Regions from separate parts of the Danio rerio genome. Here region 2 is linked to region 1. The links are chromatin contacts, called in public HiCAR-type maps. All regions are on one chromosome and are shown on one strand. Each heading gives the region's core, a stretch centred on a gene start, on an enhancer-like site or on the middle of the called end of the contact. The rest is flanking DNA. Distances are from core to core; before and after follow the strand shown.

Region 1 (6,485 bases), core at 2,514-5,013:
TAAAGATATTTACTGGATATTGCTATACACTGGAATTGCTTTTAGTTCGGAGAGACAAAGAACTAGCTTCAAAACAAAGTAAATCACAATGCTTCATTTGTTTACAATAAAACCATATTCTAAAGACAGTGGCACACTGGATAAGAAGCACAGCATCTTTAAATTACTTAAGATGGTCTGTTTTGTCCACAAGATGCAAATTTGGCAGAATACAGTACATTTATGCACCTATATCAACACTTATTACACACTATTTGACAAAAGTCTTGTCGTCCATCCCAGTTGTAAGAGCAGCAAATAATAACTTGACTTCTAGTTGATCATTTGGAAAAGTTTTTTTTTGATGAATCATCTGTTAAACTGCATCCCATCACAAATACTGCAGAAGACTTATTGGAACCCACATGGACACAAGATTCTCATGGAAATAAGTCAAGTTTGGTGAAGGAAAAACCATGGTTTAGGGTTATATTAAGTATGGGCGTATGTAAGAGATCTGCAGAGCGGATGGCAACATCAACAGCCTGAGGTATCAAGACATTTGTCATGTGCATTACATTACAAACTACAGCAGAGGGCAAATTTTATAGCAGGATAGCGCTCCTCATACTTCAGCCTCCACATCGAAGTTCCTGAAAGCATAGAAGGTCAAGGTGCTCCAGGATTGGACAGCCCAGTTACCAGACATGAATATTATTGAGCATGTCAGGGGTAAGATGGAGGAGGCATTGAAGATGAATTAAAAGAATCTTGATGAACTCAGAGTCCTGCAAGAATGCTTTCTTGCCATTCCAGATTGTTCATTATTTCTGTTAATTGACAAGACTTTTGTTTCAGCAAAGTCAGACCTTCCTGTCATAATTAAATAATTCAAAATCAAGGCATAATCATTTTTTATTTTGGTAAAATAAGCGTAATCTAGATGCCTTTGACTTTCATATAAGCCACTTTTGATACCAAATGATCAACTATAAGTCAAGTTATTATTTGTTGTTCCTAAAACTTGAATAGGTGACAAGAAATTTGTCAGGTTGTGTATCTCTGTTTCTACTATAATAGCCATTATTATGTCACGCTGGTACAGGAAACCTTTATGGAACAGTATAAAATCACTTTTAAATGTACCCCAAACGGTTTTGACATATCTAATTGTCATTTGAATTGACATATTACCTCCCTAATAATCTGCTGTTTTACTTTACCGTACTTTTATTTTCAATTGCAGGAATCGTGTCCATCGGTGAAGAGAAAAGACTGTGTGCCGATAATGAAAACTTCAAGAAGATGTGTGAATCTAATGAGGTCAGTTGGCAGTTCTGAAGTAGAGCCTATTTTATTCTGACTGATGGTATTCATCTGAATGCATTCCGCCATTACAGTTTGCAACCTAGGCTATGACATATACAGTAAGAGAGAGAAATTATGAATAAAATGTAAAATCTACCATGTTTTTAAGTATAAAATTGACCCAGGGCAGTGGAGACGCCATATACAGTAAATATAATAGTTAATAATAGTAAATCATATAGATACTTGTTTGTAATTTCTAACAGCTTCTTTTAAAGAGCACTCATTTTTAAGCCAGTGGACTGTCATGCTTTCACAATATTATTTACATGCATTTATTACATGAATTTATCTGTTAAAGGTCACTGTTGACGTGCTGCTCTGGAGTAATTAAATTATATCACAATAAATTTACATAAACGTCACTGCAGCTTGAAGTTTGGAGCCATTTTACACTCAGGAGAATCTGGAAGAATTTGTAAAGACCATTTTGAAGGATTTAAACAAAAACAAAGGTCCCAATGCATTTCCTGTTTTACATTTTTAATTTCTATAGCATCCGAGAATATAAAAAGAACCACATGTTTATAAATAATGGTATGATAGCTGTTTTAACATTAAGTTATGATTGAATTGCCTCTTGTTTCAGTTAAGAAATAGTTTGATAATAAGCAGGAAATGTTCATGGGCCAGTGAAATGATCACATTGAAATGGTCTATAAATTGTCAAATAGAAATCTAAACATATACTTTATGAACATACTGTAAGTTGTGGTGTACCAGAGGGATTGGTGTTGGGTAAATTATTTGTCTTTTATGTTTAATCTTTTGCTCAAAAAAGAAACGAAAAAAACACTGAAAAAATGTTGTGTTTGGATTTGGATGAGGGTTGAGACTTTTTTTTTTAATCTTTTTGAAACCCTTTCAGACATCTTGTGTTGATGCAGTCAACGTTGGTTTTTAGTTTGACCAAAGACCAAACTAACTTTTGCAATTTTCTGAGATTTATTTGTTGTTCCAACTGTCCTTTTACACTAAGATTCCAGTTCATTGAAATTTAGGTGTAGGAATGGGCATTTTCATTGGTTTTGCCATTTTCTTGTAGTCACATCACTTTTTGTGACAATCAACAATCTTATGCTGCAAATCAAAGCTAGTGTACTAAAAATAATCAAATATCAGAGCAAAAATTATTATACTTCAAAAATATTTGTCCTATAGAGCATGCTAATAATTTTAGCTCATATAATTAAACATATAAAGAGTTCAGAAGCAAAAAACTCAAGTGTCATCTGAAATTTTCTTCTACAATGGGTATTTTTGTCAGCCTCTTATGCTTATGTTCAGTTATTTCTTGGTAAAAGTGATGGAAATAACCTATTCTTAGCCATCAAAGTTAAATGATTGAATCAAGACATAGAAAAAATGCTTATATTAGGAAGAAAACACTTAGAGTTTTTGCAAATGAACTTTCCATATTTAAAAATATCCCTGCTAAAAAAACAGCTTAAACCAGCTGGTTTTAGCTGATTGACCAGTCTGGTTTTAAATAGGTTTTGGACTATTTCAGGCAGGTTTCCAGCCATTTCCAGCCTGGACTTAGCTGATCAATGGAACCAGCTAAGTAATGGTCTGGCCTGGAAATGGCCAAAACCCCTCTAAAATCAGCCAACCAGCCTAGGCTGGTATAAGCAGTTTTTTTTTTTTTTTAGCAGAGATATTTGGATTAAAACTGTACTCTGTTTGCAGTTGTTTATTCTAAAGCAAAGATGAATTTTGTTTTAATATGTTGAAAATGAAAAGATTTAACAATAAGGACATTTTTGCAGCTTTCTTTACTCCTACACACCAAGGGTGCCAATATTAGCACTGTAGATATTGTTTTAAAATAGATTTGATTTTTTTAACCTTTGTTTCATAGTATGTGTTATTTTGCATACTCTACATACTGTATTTGACAGCGTAGAAAGACTGAAATGGCAATTTTACAGTATGCTTGATGATTTCTAGAGACAACCATCCTCATTCTCTCCTCTTCACAATCTTTTTTTGTCTCTTTCTCCAGCTGGATCTGACGTTCCACTTGTTTGTCTGCGCTCTTGCGGGGGCTGGAGCGGCGGTTATCGCCATGGTGAGCTTTTCCACTGCCGTCTTTCTTTACTGCATCATATCAGTTTTCCCTGAATCTAAAGTTCCTTTTAGGGCAATAAAATGAAACGCGGATTGATTTATGGGCTTAATAAAGCCCACAATTCCAGTGACATCGGCAAGATGTGAAATTTAAGCACTCCTACAGTGGTATGTTAGGGAAATCATAGACTTATTTAGAATCAGCGTATCAAAGAATGTGTGGGCTTGTCTTAAATGCAATAGACGTCCAAGGCCTCTTGTAAAATTACAGGAATAGTGAGCAAAGACAGAAGGAGAGCACCGCTCATTGAAAATGCAGGACGTTGTTGCCATGGAAACAGAGGAGGAGAGGGAAGGAAGGAGAGAAGCTTGTTGGGAACAGCGATAAGTGATTGTGAGACACCATTTTCTATGAGGCAGCTTTTCTAGCCGTCTGTTTGAACAACAGAAATATGTCCTCACTGGTTAATATAGGACATTGTCGAAAGGTAACATGAAATTCATTTGATATAATCGACACACTGTGCCTTAGCTTAGTATTTTTCAGTGTATTGTGCTTTTGTCTTTTGCACAGGCTTCTTGCAGTATTTGTGTGAACCGCACAACAATGCATCTGTTTTCTGGAAAGGCAAAAATCTGGCCCCATTTTTACCATTTAATTGCATTGTTTGCAATTTAATTGCGTGGTTTGCAAATGAGAAAACAGCTTGGACATTAAGTACTTAGAAACAAAGAGTCTACAGAATTGGATCATAATTTGGGCTCTTTGATTATATAATTACATCATACCTTTCAGAGAACATTGCTGCATACTTGCGGTTGGCTGATTTGTGCTGCAATGATGCCACCCATTGGTAAGCACTGGAAATTGAGTGAAATGAGTTCGTGTTCCCCACTGTGGCATTGCAAAGGAACTGCAAGTGCCAGTTTTTGTCCTGAAAATGCATAAATTATACTGTAATTTTTTGAGTCATCCAAATTTAAAGAGACAGTCGGCTTGAATATGAACATTTAGTCATCATTTTGGCAATCTGTCGTTCCACACAGAAATGTTTGGCAGGTTTTTTACATATGTACAGTGAGAGGCTTGAACTAATACCTGTAAATAGAACTTGTAAGTCTTTTCTCTTTATCAAAGCTCTCAAACTTATTTTGTACAATAAAATAAATTAATAAATCACCTATTTAAATGTAGCCATCCAAATTGGTTTTAAGACCCAGAAGAACCAATCAGGTTTGCTGTAAACACAGGTGTTTACAAGGACCCCTAAAACTCAATGTGTAATTGGGCCAAGTAGCCCAGACTGGGTATGTAATCTAAAATACAAATTTTATTCTGATTGTGAGGGGTTGTTTAACCATCACTGGGTCATTCAATATTACATGTAAACTAACCCTTGATCAAGTTTGAACTGAAAATGTTTACACTTGTGTAATGATGTGGATGCATTTTAAGAAATGACTAGGCCAACACGGGATCTGTACGTGCAGAAATACACAGATTTTTAGTCCATCATTGAGTCTTTGTATTTACTTTGTGTGTACATTTATATTTATTCAGCTTTTCAATTAATTTCACTAATAATATTATGATATAATAATAGTAATATTAAAATGTTCATATGATTTATTTACAATACAGTTGTTAAGTAATATTTTCTGTCTTTTAGTTTATATATTATATAAGAGACTTGCTTTGTTTACCAAAAAAGTGGATCTAATTAGATTCGAATTGTAAACATTAAATTAAAGTTAATAATGTAGGATTTTATTTCATATATTAAGTTTTTAGTTATGATACTCCTAAAATCATTCCACATAAGTCCGTAGATTTTGTACAAAATTCTCTGCAGAAATGCCAAAAAATGTCCACAGATTCTGTCTGGCTCTAGGTATGATGCACAAAACAAGCTGTTGTTGTTGAATCTTATGTGTCAAACGCCTCTTGTGTCATTCTAAACTTCACCTTTCACCTATTGTGTGTGAATTTGTTGCAAAACATTGTTGCTTTAGATCAGTGGTGCCTTAACTATAGGGGGCCAAAGTTGGCCCATGGTAACCTTTAAATTGGCTCACCATCCCATATGAGAATGGTTTAGAGATTGTCATTTTAAATTTAATGTAACCTTTTATTTGTTTGTTTTATTATGAAGCTACAAAAAAAGCTATCTGAGATTAAATGTTTCAATTAAAATGGTATAAAATAAATCAGATTTAGTTTAAAATGTAAATACAACACAGTGGACTATGCAGAGACTTTGGTGAGCGAATCAAAAGGCAGCTTCTGCATGACTAGTGTAATAAGCATTAAACTCCAGAGTGTTATAAATGTGATTGTTTATGTTTTCATCACAACAAATTATAATTTAAAAAGTTATATTGCATTCGTTAAGATGATTTAATGTAATGTTTTCAGTTTATTTTTTTTTTTATATTATGAAAGGAATTAAGAAATTACCCATGGCAACTTTACTGTAAATTAGTTTTTGATATATTTATCTTCAGCCCACAGCTATCAATGATATTTAGTTTTTGGCCCTTCATAGGAAAAGGTAAGTTACATTTAGTTAAAAAAATAAAAAATGTAACCACCCACAAATACCCAATTTTCAGCACCCAAAACAAAAGTCAGAAGCAACAATGCCCTGAATAATTAAAGCGCAAAATACACAAAAGTTTTCATGCATTGACATTGTCTGTGTGCAGTGAATGTGATGTAAATTTCTTCAAGAAAATACTCATACAGCTTGCACATATGCTTTGAATTCTTTTTGCACTACTTAGTTTGTCCACAAGGTGTCAATACCAACTGGGGCTGTTGCTTTACAGCTGGAAAGGAAACAAAGTAGGCAGTGCAAAATTCTCAAAATCGAACTGTAAAGTCCACGTGCCAGAGGATTAAGCCCAAATTTATTTTAAACAAGTACAAATATATACTTATTGCTTAATAACTTTGAGAAAATTATACCATGGAGTTTGACAGACGATGAGCTGAGGCACAGTTTCACATGACATTACAGTCATTTACAACACCAATGATTCAGCAACAAGAGCTTGTTCTTTACAGA
Region 2 (6,485 bases), core at 1,055-3,554, 100 kb before region 1:
ACAAGACATAATGCCCCATGACTTGTTCCACAAGTGAGCCAATGTGTCAAGTAGATATCAGGTGACATGTCGAATTTCACCTGTCTCAAGAAGCGCTGATCATTAGTCCTGCTTGTGTCTCTGCGTCTTGCCAAGAGAAAGCTGATTATGTATCTCATTTCTCCCTGTGTCTAATCTGCTCCGTCTAGCCTGCCCAGATGCTCAGAATCATAATGAAATCTGTGTTGAGTCTCTGATATGCATTATCAGACCATTGTGAACACCAAAAGAGTCTCTGGTGCATTCCCTCAATGGACAGTCCATCTGGAGTTCTCCCAAATCACATTAAGAAAAGTTGCAGTACAAATAGCACAATAACTAATCAGAAGGCTGCTGCTTTATGCTGCTGTTGCTATGAATCGAATGGCTCTTTGTATTCCAATAGGAAACCAATCAGTAACACCATTCTGGGTCATTTGTTGTGCTATTATTTATTGTACACTGGACCAATGTGCAGTGATAATCACCAGTGCATATATACAGTACGCACGGCTGGCAAAGTAGTTGTAAAAGGCAACGCGTGTATACAAATATAACGTTTGTAGCACATGTAAGTTTATCGATAATTGCGGTGTACACGGGATTGAAACATGCGAGGGAAATAAGATAATGAAGATCACCTACCTCTGTCGTTGTCAGTGGACAGCGACCTGGTGCTGAGATTAGGTGTACCGCTGACGGAGAAACGCTTGGTCCATATAGTTTGTCAGCGCTGCTTAGGATTCATTGCGACGATTGGTCGATTCGAACCTGACGTTTCACACCGACCGTGCATTTGAACGCTGATTGGTCATTCGCCCAGTCAATCAACGCAAATCATAGACCAAATCCGTGTAATCTTCGCTCAGGGAGGTGCTCGGGATCCCATGCTTCCTTGTATTTGTAGTCCAAAAGATTGTTCATCTATTGTTAGAAGAAAAGAAAAAAAAAGAAAAAAAAAATAGTGAAATTTACAGACTGATTGCTGTTGTGGCTGACATATTCGGCTGTGAAAACTGCATGGCAGGGGATGTGATGCATTATTAATCCACCAGTCCTTTCACATAGATATTCAGTTTCATTAGCGGACTTTCACCTCTCTCTGAATTTGCCCCTCTGCACGTGCACATACTTAAACCCATGCACATAATAATGCATAAAGATCAGCTTTGCGTATGAGCAAATAATGGCGTATAATCGTTACGTAGGCTGTTGTAGATAATAGACTGAGTTACTCGGCCGTTCAGTTATCTGCATAATATAAAAGTGCAACTCCTAAAATCAAGCAGCAGATGGCACCGCTAAACCTATTTATATTATTTTGTGAGCCACGTACTGCTCATCGCAGAAGGGTGTGTTCGGCGGTAAACGCTGAAAGAAGCAGGTTGGAGAATAAACACACATGAATGATATTGTACCGTTACGTGAGATATTATAGCCTGCTTTAGAACATATACCTTAGGTGGCCAAGAAAACTGAAAATGTTCTTATCAATTTGTGATTTAAAGAGTTGTAATTTTGTGATCATAAATCAAAAAGATTTAATCGATTTAATGAATTGATTTACTCTGCTTTATGTATTTTGTGAGCAAGAGGACGTCAAAATGAAATTATGGCGTGATTGGCGTCAATCGTCACGAGTTAACATGACATGTATTTATTTTATCCCTTTTCTTTGGCCAATCTTTTCTCAATGCCACGAAAACTAGATATTGATTTTCTATATATAGGCCTATTTTGGTTAGAAAAAAGTATTGGCCAAAAATAAATAAGTAAATAAATAAATAAATAAATAAATAAATAAATAAAATAAAACAAAATACATGTTTTGGCGATGTCATTATCTCCTGACGATCTGTATCTATACAATACAGGCTATGCCTAAATAAAACCTAGTCAGCATTTGAAGAGGATTTTGATCAAAATGTTCTAAAATTATTTAACACCAATTCTTGTTTTAGGACAATTTTAGAAAAACTTTATCAACTTCAAATGATGACTATATGTGTATAACCCCCAGTTATGGCATGATGTGCTATGAATTTATTCATGCAATATTTAACTGTAGATCGAATATATAGGCTAATTAGAAAGTAATTAGGGCGCGAATTTATTCATATTTCCTCATATATAGCCTAAGTAATATTTATATTATGTAGCTTACAGAAAATGTACCAAAACACAACTTGCCATTCTCTCCGCCTGTTGATTGTGACGTCACCTCAAGAATACACTGGCGGTCCCGCTAGCAGCTCTCAGTGTCAAACTCTTGAACTGTGGACTTTTTCAGCGTTGTCGAGCTCTAGTCTCAAACATGGGTAAGTTATTGGCTTATATTTTTAGCTGAGGTCGAGTAGTCCGAAAAATGTGAACTGTGAAGGTGTGTGAACTTACGACCACTTTACTGGATATTCTCTAAGAGAAAGCTAAGAGTGTTTAATTTATGAAGTTTAGATATTTCAAGAAACAGCTCGCCACAGCAAATGCAGTATTTGTCATGATTTATACTCATGTTATTACAATGACTTCCTCTAACAAACAGATATCTGGTAAAAATGACTGCTTTAGTCTCTGCTTGCAACTTAATTCACTCCACTGGAGGTAAATGCTGGGTATCATTCAGTACCATCTCCTGTTGTGATCAATAGATGGGTAAAAAAGTGGTTGAAACTGTCTGTATTTTACAGTTTTCTTAGCACATTTAAGGCAGGAACTTAACTGAGACTTACAAAAATACCATAATATGATTGTGTCTCTTTTAATGGTAGCATTGTATCAGGCTTGGGTAAGCAAACAAGCCTCTTTCTGTTGATGCTGATTTAAGTAGGTTGGTAAATTGCCCAAGCTTATAATCAGATTATGATGATTGTACCTGGTGCAGATGAAGAGAACCAACTGTGACTTTTTATTATCAATCAGAGATTGTGTTTGCAACAACATATAACAAACTAATTTACTGTACATGTAAGTGGTTGACAGATGTGCTGTTAACTCTTTATCATTGTCCAGACACAAATTGACCTCAACAAAATGTTTTCCAGAGGTTTCCACATCCTGTTTTTTTTTCTTTCTGGAACTATGAAAACATGATAAAGGAAGTCATTTATTATTGTCAGGAAAACTCCTCAAAAATACAGGAAATGGTCACATTATGAAACAAGTGAAAATGGAAGCGTAAAAGTTTATGGTTTCCTCACTAAATCAAACGCTCCTTGCAGAAGTACTGAGCACCTGCTACAGAATCAATCATATCTCCTTTAACTCCGTTAGAACTGCTTCACAGCACAAACTGAATAGATTCTTTCTAGGCACAAAACATTTGGTCCTCATTGTGTGTGTGTTTTAGATATGGGTCTTGGCATCTGAAAAGTGCTGCTGTTCTGGGACTTTCACTCCATGCTCTGTTTACCAGTTATAGATGGAATATGAAAAATGACAACACTCGTTTGTGCTGAAGAAAGGCAGACTTTGTTGAAGCTCTCATTCATGGTGCCTGCTGATGGCCTGTCCCTTCTGTGTTCTTTCTAATATATGCATAGAGTCACATGAGGGATAAATAGCCACATTATGTCTCTCTGTTAGCCGCCTCCAAACATTCTCTTCTAGTGTGGGGGGCCTTTGATAATCCTGACAAGCGCCTCTGTATTTGTGAGACTGCCTTCCCCTCCCACCACCCGGTCCTCGCTCTCCTTGCACACTGACTGTCGGTCGGTTGGCCTAATGGGCAGAACTTTTGGTTTGGGTTTATGGGGTTCTGGGAATTAAAGCTGGAATGCGGTTTTCGAGGCCGCAGCCATGATGTCCTATACAGATGTCCAGTTGAAAGGTCAGCCAATGCCTTTGGCATGTGGATGTGTTTTTGAGTAAGGGTACAAGTGGAATGTGTGCCACTGCCATATTGATATGTTAAAAGGATGCAGATCAAGAATCTGTATTTTTGCCCATATGGTTTGAAGTGAAAGCTCCATATGTTGTGAATGTATGTCATCTGCATGACGCAGATGTTCAGTTGTGGTCGGGAAATATTGAAACAGTGCTTTGCTGAAGCTTGGATGGGGAAATTATATTATTCAAAAATAATTTACAGATAATAAGCTTTAAATATTGAAAATAGACATGAATAATCTTGTAAGCCAGAAATGTAACTATAGCTTGTATTTATATTTACTTTGTAATCCACTATTTTTAGTGGATGGTAAAAATGGCAATATTCTCCTGAGAAAAAAATCTAAACAAACCAAAAGCAGGGCAGGATGTGTTGTGACAAGATACTCAAGCTTAACTTTTTTTTAAGGATGATGTCAAAATTGTAATCAAAGACTATAGAATACACAAGGTGTGTCACTCATATAGTTGTGAATGGGGAAAAGTGTAGTGGTCAATATGGTAAATTAAGCCCCACCTACAATACAGGAGCCAATCAGCGATTGCTATAGACTGACAATTTTCCTTAGATTAGATGCGATTTTATGCAGATTTTGTGTGATTTAAAATGTTTAAATATGAAATTAAATGGACAGTTGTTGTTGAATGTTTTTGTATATCCCTTATATATGAGATTTAATCATAAGCTTAGCAAGCAATTTGGGAGAATTTGATGTTTTGCTATTCAGACAGAATACCCGAGCATACTGCCCGAGAGGCCTTTCAAAGATAGTTGCCAAGTCAAATGACTTGCCTTAAAGGAACTTTGTTTTACTTCAGAGGAGTAATTTTTATTTTTTTTTTTTTGATAATGTAAATCTGATTTTCAACCCCAACAAATGGAAATATCTGTTATTCTGACCAACTGTCATTTTTCTGATAGAAAGCATTCTCTAAATGCAAATGCGGATTAAACACATGGGCAAACGAGAGCCCAGGGGAAAAATAATCACAGAAACAAAATGTTCTATACATTTACATAATCACTAGAATATTATGGCTGCATTTACAGTTGTGTGTTTTTGTTTTAGAAAGATCAACCATTGCCATGGTAAGGCTGGGCGTTCACATTACTCCAAACTTATTCTAAAAATGAAAGTGTTACTGCCCACGTTCACTCCCTGATAAGGCCTGCTGGATAACTGATTACTCACATAATCACAATACATCATAGTATTGCTAGCTTGAAATCACAGCCTACAGTTAGAGCTGCACGATTCTGGCTAAAATGAGAATCGTGATTTTTTTGCTTAAAATAAAGATCACGGTTTTCTCACGATTCTGTAGATGTAAAATAAAATTTGGTAAAAACAAACATATGGCACAACATCGATAATAATATCATGTGTAGGTCTACTGGTTTCTATAAATAATTCTATTCTACTTATAATAATTCTGATGTTGAATTATTATGTTTGAGATATATGCTTGCAATCTGTCATATAAGACAATTTTATTCACTGGTAAAATCAGACATTTGCCATTATCAGATTATATTCAACAATATATAGGCTAGAGTAGTTATACTGACATTGTAAACATTTATTTTCATACACAACTGTGGGTTCGCTATGAGAGAAAAAACATCAAATGCTTGCTGTAATCATAACTCTAAAATACGATATGATCATTTAAATGTCGTGCACACTTTCGGTTTTATTATCACTGCTAAGTGCTTGTTCATACTTCGCGCCCGGCTCCCAAACAATCACTTTGTGCCACAAACTGAATATTTTTTGCAGCTGTATTACCTGTTACTCGCAACATATGCAGGTTCTGTTCTCTAAAGTAGACACGCGCACGTCTATCATTAAGTAGAGCGGAGTAAGTCACCACCAGATTTTACCAAAGCAAATATGTAAGATCCTCCCATTGGATAATGATAGTGTGTTAAGTTGGTAACAATTTATTTAACCGTAATTAATGTAGAGAGTAGCTTTTTATTTCTTAAACAACCATGTGAAGACTTCCTGTGGTCATGAAAAAAGATGGTAATCTGTTTCAGAAGGGTCAAATTATTGGCATGTACAGTATCAAGCACAGTAAATATAAGGATATTGCTGAAAGTAAAATTGGTTTAAGAATTGTCCAACACATGATTTAAAACTGTAGGATAGCAGGGAAACATATTCTTGATTAATCTAGATCGGCGATCACTTAAAAATCTGGTGAAATAAATGTGAAAAAAAAACAACAACAGTAAAACTAAGGACTTTAAAATTGTGAAATTAAGAGCATTTCCACATGCACACTTCAAAGGGAACACTAGGAATCGGGATTAAACCGCTATGTAGCTTTAGATTAGTTTGTTGCTTGAGAATGCAACTGCACAAATGGCAATAAACCACAGTTTTCGTCTTAATATAGTTCAATCAGTACACAGTAGTTACCATTGTTTAAGTTTTTGTTCTTGATGTTAACGGCCTCAAGACCTGGAAAATCCATTGTTCTCTAATGGAAAAGAGTGACTGCCTGGATACGGTTCCCCTTTTCCACCATTTCCACCATTTCCTGTATGGAATGACAAAGTGCAAATTTCAAAA

The links. HiCAR-type assays count read pairs that join an accessible place to other places.
Region 2: a contact with region 1 is called in a HiCAR-type map of caudal fin, with 8 times the contacts expected there. The contact joins the promoter of gpm6ab here to the enhancer-like site in region 1. A contact is called at or near these places in 8 of 18 Hi-C or Micro-C datasets (caudal fin, embryo, hematopoietic stem cells and 2 more) and 2 of 4 datasets of contacts at active chromatin or transcription factors (caudal fin and embryo).

Annotation. Positions count from the first base shown.
Region 1 is chr1:41,754,144-41,760,628 of GRCz12tu, reverse strand. It overlaps gpm6ab (glycoprotein M6Ab), which reads left to right. Exons shown (of 7, transcript NM_214687.1): 5 at 1,226-1,302; 6 at 3,353-3,418. Among named protein-coding and RNA genes, the nearest start is that of gpm6ab, 100 kb to the left of the region's middle. Within about 2 kb of position 3,763, at least 4 of the 62 cell types and tissues checked have an H3K27ac peak or open chromatin away from gene starts, as enhancers often do.
Region 2 is chr1:41,854,695-41,861,179 of GRCz12tu, reverse strand. gpm6ab (glycoprotein M6Ab) reads left to right here and starts at 2,304. Exons shown (of 7, transcript NM_214687.1): 1 at 2,304-2,336. The coding sequence starts at 2,333. It also overlaps a transcript of wdr17 not described here.